4 separate regions of the Mus musculus genome follow, and regions 1, 2 and 3 are each linked to region 4. The links are chromatin contacts, called in public HiChIP or PLAC-seq, capture Hi-C and promoter capture Hi-C maps. All regions are on one chromosome and are shown on one strand. The core of a region is the stretch at or near the end of the contact, and the rest is flanking DNA. Distances in the headings are between cores, read along the strand shown. Region 1 holds the start of Klrb1b (killer cell lectin-like receptor subfamily B member 1B). Region 2 has its middle 29 kb from the start of Klrb1c. Region 3 holds the start of Klrb1c (killer cell lectin-like receptor subfamily B member 1C). Region 4 holds the start of Clec9a (C-type lectin domain family 9, member a).

What was found. Promoter capture Hi-C pulls out the DNA fragments that hold promoters and counts their contacts. HiChIP or PLAC-seq counts read pairs in DNA pulled down with a chosen protein or histone mark. Capture Hi-C pulls out chosen DNA fragments and counts their contacts.
Region 1: a promoter capture Hi-C map of pre-B cells shows a contact between it and region 4, with 3 times the contacts expected there. The contact joins the promoter of Klrb1b here to the promoter of Clec9a in region 4. A contact is called at or near these places in 10 of 39 promoter capture datasets (the 3T3-L1 cell line, the HPC-7 cell line, cranial neural crest and 5 more), 2 of 115 datasets of contacts at active chromatin or transcription factors (astrocytes and bone marrow-derived macrophages) and 1 of 9 other capture datasets (adipose tissue).
Region 2: an H3K27ac HiChIP or PLAC-seq map of microglia shows a contact between it and region 4, with 8 times the contacts expected there. The contact joins the enhancer-like site here to the promoter of Clec9a in region 4. A contact is called at or near these places in 3 of 39 promoter capture datasets (the 3T3-L1 cell line, cranial neural crest and neutrophils) and 3 of 115 datasets of contacts at active chromatin or transcription factors (large pre-B cells, microglia and pro-B cells).
Region 3: a capture Hi-C map of macrophages shows a contact between it and region 4, with 5 times the contacts expected there. The contact joins the promoter of Klrb1c here to the promoter of Clec9a in region 4. A contact is called at or near these places in 4 of 39 promoter capture datasets (the C10 cell line, cranial neural crest, hippocampal neurons and 1 more), 2 of 115 datasets of contacts at active chromatin or transcription factors (bone marrow-derived macrophages and pancreatic cancer cells) and 1 of 9 other capture datasets (macrophages).

What each region holds. Positions count from the first base shown.
Region 1 is chr6:128,824,342-128,828,827 of GRCm38.p6, reverse strand. Klrb1b (killer cell lectin-like receptor subfamily B member 1B) reads left to right here and starts at 2,513. Exons shown (of 6, transcript NM_030599.4): 1 at 2,513-2,669. The coding sequence starts at 2,582.
Region 2 is chr6:128,757,830-128,761,975 of GRCm38.p6, reverse strand. No RefSeq gene overlaps it. Among named protein-coding and RNA genes, the nearest start is that of Klrb1c, 29 kb to the left of the region's middle. Within about 2 kb of position 1,680, at least 357 of the 459 cell types and tissues checked have an H3K27ac peak or open chromatin away from gene starts, as enhancers often do. A contact at or near this core is called in microglia, neutrophils and pro-B cells, where this site is marked.
Region 3 is chr6:128,786,805-128,790,947 of GRCm38.p6, reverse strand. Klrb1c (killer cell lectin-like receptor subfamily B member 1C) reads left to right here and starts at 2,307. Exons shown (of 6, transcript NM_001159904.1): 1 at 2,307-2,551. The coding sequence starts at 2,323.
Region 4 is chr6:129,407,173-129,411,433 of GRCm38.p6, reverse strand. It overlaps Clec9a (C-type lectin domain family 9, member a), which reads right to left and starts at 2,572. Exons shown (of 7, transcript NM_001205363.1): 1 at 2,389-2,572; 2 at 1,079-1,159. The coding sequence starts at 2,479. It also overlaps a transcript of Clec12b not described here.

The sequences.
Region 1 (4,486 bases), core at 1,264-3,763, 580 kb after region 4:
AAGCAAAAGAGTTCAATATCAAAGCAGGCTACCATAGGAAAGTTGTCTTTCTTAATCCTTGAGATTTTCAATATGTCTTTGACTATAGCCTCTCTAAAACTCCGTATCACGGTTTGGAAAGATATCTCAGCAGATAAGAATGATGTAACACGCCAGATGTGGTCTCAGGAACACCTATAACCCCAGCATCCAGAGGGAAAGAGAAAGAAGGACCGCTAGAGGCTGTTGGTTTTCAGACTAGCTGCAAACACAAAGTCATTACAAGCTCCAAATGAAACCATGCATCAAAGGAACAAGAAAGAAAGAGTATCCAAAATTCTTCTCTGGCCTCTGGGCATGCACATAGGTGTGTACATTCCCAAACACATGCACATACACCACACAGACATACACCGTGTTCACACCCAGGCATAAACACATACACGGACATGGACAAATAAAAATAAATAAAACCCAGGATCACATACAATCGTTCACGCCTTAAGCCCTTTAGATTTCATAACACGTTGTATATGCATAATATCACATTGTATTCTTCTGCACACAACTACACACACCTGCCCACACTCCTTATATTTTATAGCAACAAGATCATTATAGTCCTGACATCTGACATATTTTGCGGTGGAACTATCATTTGGGCAATTAGGTGATCGGATGACTTTGGTCAGTCAGATTCTCCTGACATGTATTCTCAGGAGGGTTTTATTTTTATCTGTTCAATGATGGCCACATAACAAAACTTCTGTTGTAAAAAAAACTACTTTCAGTACTTGGTATTGCCCCTGCCACTCTGTCACAGGAAAAGTGGTCTATCAGCTGCATGGGCAATAACAATCGTCACTGGTTGTTATTTTTAGTTTCTTTACGATTTGTGGCTTAGAGGCTTTTGGAAGCACTTGCTGATGAAAGTATCTCCCCTCACATCTCTTGATTTTAGTAAGGCCACTGTAGATCCATCATGGTCAGGCTTCAGAACATGCAACATTTCAATGTTGGGCTTGCAGAGATGGCTCAGTAGTCAAGAGCACCAGCTGTCCTTCCAGAGGGACAATTCCCACCTTACATGGCAACATGGCAGCTCACACCCACAGAACACCAATACACATACAATAATAAAGTAAACCTAAAAACCACCTTAAACGTCAATCCTCAAAGATTTATTTTTCATCTAATCTCAGCTTCAGACTTCTCTGTACTCTATTGATCTTTCTAATCTATCCTCTTATTCACTGACCCGAAGGCTGTTTGCTTAAGCATAATCCATGAGCCACCTCAAATATTTGGAATGTTATTCACACATTTCCCACTGAAGATACTCGTGATATCTAGGGAAGAGAGGAGGGTTAAGTATAGGAAGTGAATTATTAACAAACTTTCAGGTGATTCTTATATATACTAAAGCCTGAGGTCCTGATGTATTTGAAATTTATATATACACTAACATTTCAGCACTGGTTGAAATTAGTACTGTTGCCTGCTAGGTTTAGTAATCTGAGCAAAATAAATACATAGGATCTCTCAGGATGGACAAGTCTGGAGAATCCCATACACTTGTTGAAGTCTTAGGTTTCAATAGCATGAGTATTGAGTGAGGGGACTGTCATCAGTGACAGCTGAGGACATTTCACAGTGTCTTAAGTGATCTGTGAGATACTAACACAGGCTTACCCATACTTCATAGTCATTATGGTCATGGAAAAATGAGTGTGAGCCCCAAGTTGTCTGTACACATCCCCTGTCTCCTAGAACTCACAGCCAGCAGACTGCTGCCAGTACCCGATACTTGTTCAACTCCACTCTGACCACAGAAAGTGGCTTTAAGGAAATCCTTGATTTTCTTCTTCTTTTTCACTTGTGATATGACAATACCCGACATGGGGGCATTTGTGGTCCTTGCTCTAAGGCTCTAGGCCTACAAATCCTTCGATGAGTTAGCACATCCCATAGACCCAAGTCCTCCACTCCCTGAGCTCTGAATGATGGAGCCCTTAGCTCAGAACAGCACTGAGTGGGACCTGCTGCTTTTCCTGTTGTGTTGCCATGGGTTCTCACCACAGCAGCATCTCCACAATCCACAGCTCCCTTCACAGTATGCAAATTTCAGGAGGATGTTAGAGCTTCAACTCACGTCAGATAGTACCGTGGACATTTGTGTCCTAATCCACATTTTCATAACATAGAATAAAATGTCACACATCTTAATCCCTGGGGGCTGAGGGAAAGGTAAATTTGAACTCAGGATAAATATTTCACTCATTGGAGATCTGAGAGGATAACTCATAACGGATGGTTAGAGGAATAAGAACATAAGAAAGACCTTTCCAGAAATTTGTTAGAAACCAAACCGTACGTTCTGTATGTGGCACATTCTTGTCTAAAGAAAAAAAGAAAAGGAAGCCTGAGAGTAGGACAGACACCAGGTCAATAGCTATGGAGAAACCCTCAGCCACCAGTGTGGGCGGGTGTGGACACACACAGCACAGCATACCCAGCGGACTTCCTTTTTGGCTCATTTCACCTCACAGGACTCAAAGTTTGTCCCTGTTCACGAGGCCGGTGTCAAGTCCCTCCATCTACAATGGATTCAACAACACTGGTCTATGCAGATTTAAACCTAGCCAGGATCCAAGAACCTAAGCATGATTCACCTCCATCTCTTTCCCCAGGTAAGCAGCTTGCTTCTGGCATTTGAATTATCTTCCAGAGTTAAGATTATCCTCCAAAACTTATGGGTGTAAGTCATTGATTTAAAGGTGACAAGCAGGTATATGTTAGAGTTAAATAGTATAGCTATCCTGCCTGCAGAAAACCACAGTTCTACAAATGCCATAGAGTCCATTTTTACTCGTGTAGTCAGAAGGAAATCCGAACATTACTTCTCCTATTCTGCCTTTGCTAAGAATTCTAAGAAAGAATATTTTACTCCCATGAGCCAAGGGGTGGTTTAAGAGATACTTGCTGCATTCCATTGCTAATTCCAAATTCGTCTACAGAACATGGACACTACGATCCCGTTCTACCTTGGTGGCAACCCCAGCTCTCCCTTCACAGTGAAGTGTGTAGACGTCATTGTTAATGTCTTTGTCGCCTGAAAAGGAAGACATTCGTTGTGGGGAAAGTCATAGTAAAAATGAAAGGTCTGAATTAAATTAAAAGCCAGTAATTTTTATATATTAAAATTTATTCAATTTGTTAAAAAGCTGGTTCTTTCTCTCTTGCAAAGTATAACAGCTATAAGTGGAGGAACCACAAGTTACCTGAGCCAGTTGGGAATTAATCTTTCAATGCTGGCCAAAAGTAGCACTCTTGTCCACCAGAGGATTTAATGATTCTAGCAAAAGAAATGTGGAAGTCTACCAAGAGGTGAAGTATGTGACATAAGGATGGCTGAGATGTAAGAGAACAGAAACTCAGGTAGAGAGTGTATAAAATAATCATGAAAACAAAATTCTAGTCTGCTGTCTAACTGAACACAGGGCAGTTGTTTTCCAATATGATGTTCTCTATGTGTTGTAACATGTGGACTTCCAACTTTAGTGGTTCTTGTTAGAAACTATTAAATTGTCAAAGGTTTGAGTCAAGGAGAAAGTCTCAGAGTCACCAAATAAATTTCATTATAATGTTTACGTAAGGGTCAGTGGAGAGTGGAAGAGGGCCTGGTAGATAACTCCACGGGGAGTGATGGTGTCAGCTATTTTGTGTTGGGAAAAAGCAAGTCTTTGTTTTCCCATCATGCCTAACAAAAGTGGAGAAAAGACCTTGTTGAAAATGGTATAAGAAAACCAGCAAGATTCTGCTGAAAAGACCCTGATATAGCTGTCTCTTAGGAGGCTATGCTGGTGCCTGGCAAACACAGAAGTGGATGCTCACAGTCAGCTATTGCATGGAACACAGGGCCCCCAATGTAGGAGCTAGAGAAAGTACCCAAGGAGCTAAAGGGGTCTGCAATCCTATAGGTGGAACAACAATATGAACTAACCAGTCCCCCCAGAGCTCATGTCTCTAGCTGCATATGTATCAGAAGATGGCCTAGTCGGCCATCACTAGAAAGAGAGGCCCATTGGTCATGTAAACTTTATATGCCCCAGTACAGGGGAACACCAGGGCCAAGAAGTGGGAGTGGGTGGGTAGGGAAGTGGGGGTGGGTGGGTATGGGGGACTTTTGGGATAGCATTTGAAATGTAAAATAAGAAAATACCTAATAAAAAAAGAAGACTAATATAGAGAAAAATAATAATGCTTTCCTCAAATCCTACTGTCTATGATCCCAAATCAAGAAAACTAGAGGGCTGTCGAGATGTTTCAGCGGTAAAGGCTAGGCTCACAACCAAATTCATAAAAAGTGTCTAGGAAGTCTTTAAAACAGATAAAAAGAAGTAATCATTATCCTAAAGGTTACTAATCTGGAAATAAACCTGAAGAAAAGAAACAAATAACTAGAATAAAAATAATGTTTGAGCATAATATTTGAAGAGAAAATGCT
Region 2 (4,146 bases), core at 431-2,930, 650 kb after region 4:
CACTCAGTCCAGTGGCTGTGTTCTCATTTTCATCGCAGTGGCTCTCTTGTGAACCTAGCGCACATTGAGAAGACTCAATGAAAAACCTTCCTTAGGAGAATGGAGCAAGTAGAAGATAGAATGTCAGGACGTGAAGGCACAGTAGAGCAGCTGGAACACTCAAACAAAGAAAGAAATAAAATGTATTTTTAAAAATTATTAGTATTATTAAACATTAAATGTTATTAAAGAAAATAATTATTACATATTAAATAATTTAAAATAAATATGTAAGAATTTGGGCACAAATTATGAATTGAAGGTACAGAGGAAAGAGAAGCATCTCATATTAAATACAATAAGTGGGATATACAGAGAAGGCCCCGGGGTGCAATGGTGCTCTTAGGATATGCTGTGTGTTAACTACTGACTCCACCAGGTCACAATCTCTTACCTGTGCTTTCAAAATGCCATCCTATGTTGAATCCGCCCAGGGATTTACCCATTCATTCCTTTAACCCCCTCAAAGTCTAATAATGTTCACCGGACACGTCCTCACAAACACTCACAGAGAAGTGTTTTACTAACATTTTAAGCATTTGAAGGCTTTTGGAGTTTTCCAGTTCATGCAACAAACACCAAAGTGAACCAACTGAAAAGCAGATGGCTCTTCCGGACTGTGGAAGAAAGATGAGGACAAATGGAAGGAAATGAATGAAAGAAACATCGGAGCACACAGGGTCACCAGCAGACACCCTGAGACCTTATCACACTCCCCTGCCCTCACCAGCACACTAGAGATCTAATTCTGCAGTCTCTTTACCTGGACCATTGTGTCTGCTTACCTAGAAAAAGCCCTGGGCACTGCAAGAGAGCGCAAGCCAAGGAGGAATACAGAGAATTCAGAGGAATGCACGCCTGAAGGTGCGGGAGTGTGTTTGCTGGGGTGACCGGCAGGGGGCGCGGGGCGAAAAGAGGCTTCGGGGCTCATGAGGTTGCGGTTCCCTAGAGTGAGGAGTGGCTGACGTTAGGCGGGAAGTGTGCGTGAGACTGGCGGAGAACCTCATGAGCCAGGTTGACGGTGCGGTTTGGGGCGAAGGCCTGCTGGGCGTTGTACCCTATAGTCTCCTCGTTGGAGAAAGCGGTGATGTCATAGAATACATAGCTAAGTAGAATCGGAGCAGCAGCAACGCTCGCCGGTTCTGGTGGCGCAGGCCGGTAGGATTTGCTGAAGGAGGCAGAGGCAGGAGGATCTGGAGTTCGAGGACAGCCTGGTCTACACATTTTTTTTCTTTAATTCCTAATTTTCTCCTGGAAAACATTCACCTTTTTTTTTTTTTTTTTTTCTAAGTTCAACACGAAGACAAATTCACGGCCACACGCCACCCCCAAACACATCTCTAGAACTGACACCATTCCGAGACCCAGTTTCCTCACAGACCCTCACGCCCACGCACCCAGATCGCATCCTTCGCGTCCTTCGGGCGCATAGGCACCAGTGCAGCTCACACGCTCTTGTCCACGCAGAGCTGCACACGCCCGACCCTCCTGTCTTCTCCCCACGCCACGCTTCCGTCCTGACACGACCCCCTTCTTCCAATCCATGTCCTCAGTTCTCCCGACCCTTCTGTTCCATTTTGCTAGTGTTACACGGGCGAAGCAGCGATCAGTAGTCGGCCGGCGAGAAATGGTCGCCGCCAAGAGTTCGGTTTTGTTTGTATTTGGTTTTGAGAGGAATTCGGGGAATGACGAAAGATCAATGGCAATGACGTACGGCCACGCCTTGTAGCTACATGAGCTCGAGAATGTGCCTCCTGGGCGGGCTGGAGAGATGGCTCAGCCGTTAAAGGCTAGGCTCACAACCAAAAATATAAGAGTTCGGTTCCCAGCACCCACGGCTGTCTCTCCAGCCACCTTTTTTGCCTTATATCACACACACACCGAGTGAGCATGCAAAATTAAAAAGTAATAGTTTTAAAAAAGGAAGAATAGAAAAACTAAATAAAACAAATAAATCCCGTCTCTCTTCCGTTGCCTTTAAGCAATGCAATCAATTTCAATTGATTTTTTTTTTTTAAATTTATTTACATTTCAAATGTTATCCCCTTACCTGGCTTCTTCCCCTTCTGGAAACCCCCTATTCCATCTCTCCTCCCCCTGTTTCTATGAGGGTATTCCTCCATCCACCCACCCACTCCTGCTTCCCTGCCCTCAATTCCCCTACATTGAGGCATCGATTGAACCTTCATAGGACCAAAGGCCTCTCCTCCCATTGATGCCTGATACATATGCAGCTGGAGCCATGTGGTGGTTTAGTCCCTGGGAGCTCTGGGGGTGGGAGGTGGGGGGGGTCTGGTTGGTTGATTTTATTGTTCTTCCTATGGGGTTGCAAACCCCTTCAGCTCCTTGAGTCCTTTCTCTAGCTCCTCCATTGGGAACCCTGAACTCAGTGCAACGGTTGGCTTCGAGCATCCACTTCTATATTTGTAAGGCTTTGGCAGGGCCTCTCAGGAGACAGCTATATCAAGCATCTCTTAGCATCCACAACAGTGTCAGTGTTTCGTGACAGTATCTGGGATGAATCCCCAGGTGGGACAGGCTCTGGATGGACTTTACTTCAGTTTCTGCTCTGCACTTTGTCTCCATATTTGCTCCTGTGAGCATTTTGTTCCCCTTCCAAGAAGGACCGAAGCACCCACACTTTGGTATTCCTTCTTCTTGAGCTTCATGTGGTCTGTGAATTGTATCTTGGGTATTCCAAGCTTTTGGGCTAATATCTACTTATCAGCGAGTGCATATCATGTGTGTTCTTTTGTGATTGGGTTACCTCAGTCAGGATGATATTTCTAGGTCCATCCATTTGCCTAAGAATTTCATGAATTTGTCATTTTTAATAGCTGAGTAGTACCATATTTTTTGTATCCATTCCTCTGTTGAGGGACATCTGGGTTCTTTCCAGCTTCTAGCTATTATACGTAAGGCTGCTATGAATATAGTGGAGCATGTGTCCTTATTCCATCTTGGAGCATCTTCTGGGTATATGACCAGGAGTGGTATAGCTGGGTTCTCAGGTAATACTGTGTCTAATTTTCTGAGGAACTGCCATACTGATTTCCAGAGTGGTTGTACCACCTTGCAATCCCACAAGCAATGGAGGAGTGTTCCACTTTTTTTTTTATTAGGTATTTTCCTCATTTACATTTCCAATGCTATCCCAAAAGTCCCCCATATCCCCCCCACCACCACTCCCCTACCCACCCACTCCCACTTTTTGGCCCTGGTGTTCCCCTGTACTGGGGCATATAAAGTTTGCAAGTCCAATGGGCCTCTCTTTCCAGTGATGGCTGACTAGGCCATCTTTTGATACATATGCAGCTAGAGTCAAGACCTCTGGGGTACTGGTTAGTTCATAATGTTGAAGGGTGCTCCTCTTTCTCCACATCCTTGCCAGCATCTACTGTCACCTGTGTTTCTGATTTTAACCATTCTGACTGATGTGAGGTGGAATCTCAGGGTTGTTTTGATTTGCATTTCCATGATGACGAAGGATGTTGAACATTTCCTTAGGTCCTTCCTTTGTTCGTGTGCACCCAAGTCCAGGAGAGCTGGAAGCCTCAGCTTAAAGTAAGGAAGAGCTGAGACAGGTCTGGATGCTTAAGCTGCCTAGGACAGGAGAAACAACCGGATCAAGCCGATTTAGAAGCAGAGGCTCCAAAGGTGGACAGTTCCTGTTTTCCTTGAAATAGGAAATGTCTTTGGATCTGTAATGGCCAGAGTTCAGAGACACCAGCAGGAGCTCTGGTTTCTCCTAAGTGAGCTCCCTGCCTGCATGCAGTGCACAGGGTGTGACAGACACTAAGGGGGCTGCTGAACAGCTTTAACACTGGATCCCTAGAGTTTCTTTTCTCTTTTCCTTTTTACCCCCTGTTACTGAAAATCGATTCTTTGATCAGACAATAAATCCTCTTCCCTCTGCTCCTCTCCATTTCCCCATTCCTCCTCTCCCATCCAGATCCACTCCCTCTCTGTCTCTCATTAGAAAAGAACTGTCTTCTTGTACAAGATAACAACAAAACACAACAAAAACAAAATAAAATAAATATATTAGGACAAAACAAAAGCCATCACATCAGATTTGCACAAGGAAACCAACAGAAGGAATAGAGC
Region 3 (4,143 bases), core at 1,058-3,557, 620 kb after region 4:
GGTGGCTGAAGCTGCCTTCTTGGGCTACAGACTGAAATGGAAGTGGTGACATTCCCTCCCATACACAATCCAAGTAAGATGGCTGGATGAGTTCCCTAAGTATGAACTCTCAGAGGGTTTTATGGGCTTTTCCCTGTGTAGTAGTTATGCAGGTATTCGGCCTGTGTAGTGGTTATGCAGGTATTCGGTGCTGTTCTCTAGATTCTGTGTCAAGCACAGTGACCTCAGCTGGCTGTGCCCACAGACACATGAGACTCTGGGCACTTCTGGTCACTTCACGCCTTAGCCAGTGCCTGTTAAAGAGAACATCACACCTCAGAACTGTGACTTTTCACAAGGCCACTGTGGATTCCTAGAAGCCATAGACACCTTCAGAACTCAGTAAAACCTCTATGTCCTCAAAGCACCATTTGAATCTTCTGCTAAGAGCATCAGCCTTCTCCTTCCTGACCTTTCTAACGCATCTCCACAGTTTTCATTGGTTTCCAGGTTATTAGGTGGTTATAAGCCACCTAAATATTTGCAGAGTTTATTCACACACTCCCCACCTAAGGCTCCTGTTATCTTGGCAAAGGAAAGGGATTATGGGCAGAAACAAGCATCACTAATAAGCATTTGGGTGTGTTCTTTATATACTAAGGCTTGAGGTTCTTATATATGCTGAAATCTTTTATGTACTAAAAGTTGAATCCATTTTCATGGATTCTCTATATTTGACTGTAAAATATCATGACTAAAGATGAAAAATATTGTGTGATTGCTAAAATCTTCGGTCTAGGCAAAGCATGAAGCGTCAGGAACATAGGCAATTGAGTGCTTGCCTCAAATTCACGAGGACTGAAAAAAAAATAGATGGAGCATGGTGCAGAACCCTATGCTCAGCCTTGTGTTGAGTAAAATGGCTGTCATCAGAGACAGCTGAGGAGGCCCCACTGAGTCTTAAGTGAGCTGTGAGGCCCTCATATATAATTCCCCCTGCTTCCTTCTTCAGTGATCTTGTGGCATATGCTATGAGTGTGCACCTTCTGTCTCCTGGAACTCTCAGCCAGCTGACACCTGCACTGTCATTTAGTGATGAGTGCCTGGTACAATTCCATTCTGACCACAGAAGGTGACTTTAAGGAAGTCCTTGCTTTTCTTTATCACTTATAATGTGTGAATGTGTGACTCGGCATTAGTAGTCCTTGCTCTAAGACTCTAGGCCTGGAAACCCTTGGAGGAGTTATCACATCCCATAGACCCAAGTCCTCCACTCCCTGAGCTCTGACAGATGAAGTCCTTTCACTCAGGTGAATGATGTTACACCCACCTGGACCTTCAGGACAGGGTAGAGCCAGAGCTGCAGGTGTCGCTCCGCCCTCAGTGTTTTTCCTGTTGTGTCAGTCATGAATTCTTCCCACAGTCATGACATGTCCACATCTCACAGCTTCCTTCACAGCATGGATGTTTCAGGAGGATCTTAGAGCTTCAGCTCATGTCACGTATAACTGTGGACTTGCACATATTACTATTTATTTTTACAATAATATATTGTATCTTGATTGCTGGTAAATTGGTAAAAATCAGTCACTTAAATTTGAATTGAGGAAGAATGTTGCATTTCACTGACCCTCGGCTGCATTCACCTTGAGAGAATAACTCAAAACAAATGGTTACCAGATTCAGAACAAAAGAAGACCACATGTTACACCTTCCTTTCTTAAGACAATAACATGTAATGGGAGCAGATGCAGAGACCCACAGCCAAACATTAGGCAGAGCACAGGAGCCCCATGAAAGTGGCAGAGGAAGGACTGTGGGAGCCAGAGGCATGGAGGACACCAGGACACCAGGAGAACATGGCCCACAGAATCATCTAAGCAGGGCTCATAGGGACTCACAGAGCCTGAAGCAGCAGTCATAAAGCCTGCATGGGTCTGCACTAGGCCCTCTGCATATATGTTATGGCTGTCAGCTTGGTATTCTTCTGGAATTCCTAACAGTTGGAGTTCGAGTGTCTCTGACTCTTTTCCCTGCTCATGGGAATCTTTTCCTCCTGCTGCACTGTCTTATCCAACCCTGGTAAGAGGATTTGTGCCCAGTCTTATTGCATCTTGTTATCCTGTATTCAGTTGATGTCACTGGGAGGCCTGTTCCTTTCTGAAGGGAGACAAAGGAGCAGTGGATCTGGGGGAGCGGAGAGGAAGGGGAAGTAGGAGGAAAGGAAGGAAGGAAAGCTGTGGTCATGGTGTTTTGTATGAGGGAAGAACACAGAAAAAAAAAAAAAAGACAGTAGTGTGTAAGCTGTGTGGGTGGGACAGACAGCAAGGTCAGTCAGTAACCATGGAGAAACCCTCAGAGACAGGAATCAGTGGGTGTGGGAACAGAGCAGAGCATTCACAGAGGACTTTCTTTTGCTTATTTCACCTCAAAGGCCTTGGAGTTTGTCCCTTCTCACCACCAGTTAAGTGTTGCATCTCCTGTGAAATGGACACAGCAAGTATCTACCTCGGTTTAAAGCCACCCAGGACACTGGGGGCTTGGCATGAGTCACCCCCATCTCTTCCCCCAGGTCAGTCACTTTATTTTTCCTTGTAACATTAGAATATCTTCCAGAGTTATGATTTTTCTTACAGTTTTAAGTTATTGCTATGAAAGTGAGCAACCATCTACCAGCGCTGAAGAGTGTAGATGGCTACAACTTTGGATTAATAAAAAGCTCACTGGTTCCATCTTTAATCAGTCAGTCAGTGTGAAACTTGAGCAGGTATTCTTTTGACTTTAGCCACAAGATCCTGAAGATATTTCATATCTACAAGGAAAGAGATTCTTCTGGCAGGCAGACTCACTATAAAGCGTCTTGCCTGGTCCAGACTTCTCTGCAGAACACAAACACCACGACTCCTCTCCATGCCATTCTAGCACTGAGCACTGGAGGAGTTGAGGGATGTGGCACCCTGTTTGCCAGAAATGTGGAAGACTGATAGGAGGCATTTATGAAGGGTACCATGACTTAGGGATGGATGAAAAGAGACAGACACAGAGGCCGAAAGTATGTCTACAGTGGTCATGGTATGGTATGGAGTTCAGTGACATAACTGAGTTTCCTTATCTAAAACTGCAGTGCTTAAAATCTAGCCTGTCTATACTGTGTCAAGAATGTAAACCCACAACTCTTTAAGGCTGTTTGTCAGAAACTATAAAAAAAAATAGTTAAAAAAAAAATCAGGAAGCCGGGCATGGTGGTGCATGCCTTTAATTCCAGCACTTGGGAGGCAGAGACAGGCAGATTTCTGAGTTCGAGGCCAACCTGGTCTACAAAGTGAGTTCCAGGACCTCCAAGACTATACAGAGAAACCCTGTCTCAAAAAACTGAAAAAAAAAGAAAAAAAAAAATCAGGAAAAAAGTACAGAGAAAAAAGTCACCAAAACTGCATTATAAACTTTACATAGGGTCTGGGAAAGTGGAGGGTTTTGTTGACCAGAGGGGGATTTGAGGGGCCAGTTATGTGTGGTAGGTGCAGGCAAGTGTTTGCTTTCCCTGTTTATGATTGCAAACATGGAAGACATGACTTGAGAAGCTGAAGGTTTGGGGTTTTGTTTTCCCACTGAGTCTAGACAGCACTGCCAGTGTGTGCATGGGCTTAAGGTCATGACCTGGAGCACAGGTGGCCTCATAGGGACTGTATCCTTGAACAAAACTGACTCTCCCACTCCTAGCAGCCATCAGCTGTCAATGACTCCCCAGATGACGTTGGAACTCCATGCCCAACTCCCCCGACTACTCTGGGCCTTTACCTGACTTGAGCTTTCGAAGGTCTTGTGCAGGCTATCACAAATGGCCTGAATTCATATATGCAACTGCCCTACTGTGTCTGAAAGACAGTGTTTCATTGAAGTTGTCCACCATCTCTGGCTCTGCAGTCATTCTTTCCCCTCTTCTGTGATAATGGCAGAGCTTTGTTTTGCGGTGGGATGAGATGCAGATGTGCCACTTAGGACTGAGTACTTTATAGTCTCCTATTCCCTACTTGTTCTGGGTGGTGCACACCTATAATTCCACCACTTGGGAGGCAGAGGCAGGAAAATCAGGAGCTCAAGGTCATCTTCAGCCACACAGAGGGTTAGCAGTCAGCCTGGACTAAGGGGTAACCCTGCCTTTAA
Region 4 (4,261 bases), core at 1,323-3,822:
TACTTTGACTTGGACATTACCTAGAGTTAGGAGTGAAGAACTAGTATCCTTTACTTTATAATATTAATAACCTGGTAGAGATAGCAATTGAAATGTAATAATCTTTTTAGAAACCTGAGACATCCTTTTCATATTTTGATGAACTTTACTGGATGAGCTCTATTTTAAGTCGTATCTGCTTTGCTATTATACTCTGGATGGCATGGGGTGCATCAGATGGTAATGGACAGAGAACATGGCATTAAGTGCATCATATGGTAATAGACATGAGAATGGAAGACTTGTGCTTGGAGTTTTACTCTAGATAAGAAGCAAACATTTTACCTTTATTGGTGTTTGAATTGTAATTAATTTTCAACAAGTTAGGAATAATGACTGAAAAATGTTGTCTCCTTGGAAACTGGAACCAAATACTTCTAAATCTCCCAAACAAAATTACTGGGTATATTATGCTACACACTGTAGCTAAAGGATGAGTTGGAAAAATGAAAATATATGGAAAGGGCACAAAGAAAACTGATCTCTTTGGAAATATGTTTATACTATAATGTTTTCAAATTAATACTTAATTGGCATATGGTGTTAAAGAAAACCCAGAAACACAAGAGGATGAGGGAAAGAGACAAGTCTGCACACACTTTGGAAATGGCTACTCAAGCTTTGCTGGCTAACATCTAGCTTGTACTTGTTAAAATCCTGTGTCCACATGTGCAGTGTGCCTGTACATATATGAATATAATTTGTAGATTATCTTTCAAAAACTATAAATAGTTTACAATCTATAAATAGATTGTTAACCTTCTGCTTTCATGGGAAACACCACATAAATACATCACTCTACAGTGATACAGTGGTTCTAGAAAAATTAATTGCATTCTTTTTACCAGACTCTTTTATCTCGCCATGTGAACTCCTTCTTAATATAAGTCTAACTGACTGTATACCATTTACGTGTGCTTACATAGATCTTAATTTATTTATTCATACATTTATACATGTGAACTTTTAAAATAATAATACAACAATTCATAACCCGTGTTGTTAACAGGTAACACTGAAGATATGCTTTTGTACTTACACTTGATGCCCAAGAAAATGGACGTTGCTAACAAGCCCATACAGACCACACAGGAAATCATCGTCACAACACACCATGCTCCTGAATGTGAAATCAGGCAATGACATGAGTTAGAGAAAGTATTTTCAAGGTGTAATAATGTCAGGATAAGTGGAAGGATTGGGCCTTCCTACTGGAGAAATGCAAAGATTTGAAACTCTAAGAAAATCTTTGCTTAAATTCTCTCAGATGAACCTTATAGCATGGGCTATATCTGACTTGGAAAATACCAAATACAATAGACTTAATAACACCTCTCTTCAATCCTAATGTACACTATTGTGATTTTAAAAATTAATTCCATCTGTCTATCTGTCTGTCTACCTATCTAGTATTTTTCAATAATCTCATTCATACCAACCAGAAAACCTTCTATTCTTAACATGAAGACTCTCTTACCTGTTTTCAGCATCTCTTGAACATGATTCATTGAAGTATTTTTAATTTTAATGAGTAATTTAGAAAAATGAACAAACATTTCCGGCTAATTATACAATTCGTCCAGGAAGAAAAGTGAGTTATTTGGCTTATTACATTATTCATACTAATAAAAAATTGTCCTTACATATTTTAATAGGCCTGATAATGTCTTGCCTGAGATGACTCTGGGTCATCCCTGAAACCTTGAAATGGTGTTTTATGTGACAAAAGATATTCTGAAGCTAATACTATATTAGAGATCTGATTTAGGAAAGTTAGCTTCACTTAGTTAATTTGTAACAAGTCGATACTAAAGACTAATTAATGAAACTACTTGGGAAAATATAATAAAATGCTTTTTAAGCCCACCTAATTATTTGTTGTATGAGGTTATGTATGACACCTAGTTGATGAATTAAAGAAGTGACAATAAAAATACACAAAAACATATATTTGCAAATCTTTTTGCACTGTAGAGTTGTAAAAATAAAAGGTAGCATAAGATGTAGAAACAATTATCAAATACTAAAAACATAACTGCATCAGCTGAAGACATTTTTTCCTAGTTTTTCAACATTTCTTACTATTTTTCAGATAATTTGCTGCCTGTTTTAAGTAAAAGCTAAAATAATTTAAGTGGTATGATTTCTTTTACTTTTTGCAAATTGAGAGAATATATCTCATTTCCTGATCTGAGTGCCCTTCACTTACTCCTCCATGCTGACGAATGTGTCAGGCACACTAGAATATGCTAAAGAGGTTATCTCAGATTAGGAGAAACACTTGGTTTTATCACAGTATACAAACAGAAAAAAATTATAGTTTTCAACTAAGCATTCTAAATTTATTACCTGAACATTTGCTAGGGGATTGGCACTTCTGAGAGGCCTCTGAGGTAGGAATGTCCCACTGAAGAGAGGTATATATTTCTTCCGCATGCATGCTGAAGGTGCTTGGAGTGGTGAAGCAGTCTACATAGGAGCCTGGCACAAAGAACTTCGGTTGTAGTTAGGAGTAGGTTGGTACAAGAAATGGAACTGGCTACTTTTTCACAGTGGTAAAATGCAACAGGGATTAAAGGATGTTCATCATCCAGAAAGTGGAACTTTTGAAGCTTATACTGAAACATAACTCAATAATGAAGAAATGAGAATTATTGAGCTCAAAATAGCTACTACCAAATTAAACTGTTGCTCTGCTTTCCACATAGTATCAGATGCTGGAGGTAAGCTGCACAGTATGGACTTCTATTTGCTATAAACTATGAAGCAAAAAGATGATGCAGCGAATAAAGATAAAGGCCATTAAATCTAGACAAATCAACTTGTACATAGCTTTTGGATTTCCAAACAAGAAAGCTTAGGAGAGATTTCATCCCTAAATTTATTTCCAATCAGTCTGCTGATTAGGGTAATACTGACTGTTATTATAAGTAAACTTCAAAATACCAGTCAACACTGGCAACATTTAGATCTCCCTCATAGTTTGTACCCAGAGATACTAGTTCTCCCAAAAGGGGCCTGGGTTTCTTTCATCTTCTGGAATATTGGAGCCATGATGGGAAAGGGAAAGAGAAGGTGAAGAACCCACACTTGCTTCTTGAAAGCCATAATCTGGGAGTGTTGGGAATCACAGCCATCTCTATCCATTGCATTTCCATATTGGACATGAAGGTTGGGTTTTCCTGGCAGCATTGTCCAGAGGTAACTTTGCTCTTGCAGGAGGAATCAATTATTTAATGGATGGATGACCAGTTTCAGCACATCCTGTGACTACAGCATTTGTACTGAGAACTCTGATCTCTTAGACACCATTTATTTCTAGGCTACTTGTCCTTATGTCCAAAGGTCATTTCTCAATTGTGTTCTTTTATTTATTTATTTATTTATTTTTAGAGTCTCACTGGATCAATCGTTCTTCATCACAAATGGCACATTCAGGAGGTGATATAAGGGAACTTACTAATAGGACTACAGTTTTGGAAAAGGTTAATAGGAAAGAAAGAAGGGGATCAATGTTGACATATGTACTACAGGGCTGCTGTCACCCTATGGCCTAAAACAGTAAGGAGAATGTTCACTGGGACTTCGTGGTCTGCCTCACTACAGCGAAGGGCTGGTATACAGATCATCAAGTTTTATCAATCTAAGACACATAAGGGATCTGAATTATACTTCTGACCATAACCCATGTGTCTCAGAGGCTCAGTTTGCCCGGAAAATGTATTCATTTGTGTTTAGCTTCCTGAGACATAAGGAGTAGCTGGTGGGGTCATTAGGGACAAATGGAAACGGACTAGCACATTCTGCCAACATTTCCTGTGGTGTTCCTGGCCTGAAAACAGAGTAACTGAACTCCAGATAACCCTCTGCATATTCTAAGCTCTACCAGATGGAGAAAAGAGGAAGAAACCACACCAACAAATAATATTGTAACTAACCTCAGGAGCCAGACTTCATGAGCTACTACTCATTTTCCAGTTTCTCTTCTCATTTTAGCAGCACTGAAACCAAAGCTTGAATAGTGTTTTCCCAGGACAATCCACTCTCAGGGAAATGTCTGCAAGGGAGCCATTGGTTTCTCCCAACAAAAAAACCCATGTGCTACATGTAGTGTTCTGCTCTTGTTTGTTTTAAATATTTACTGTTTATTATTCAATGTGTTCTTAAAAACTATTTTAAAGCCAGATCACAGTATTGCTTCCTTACTACAGTTCTGTGAAGC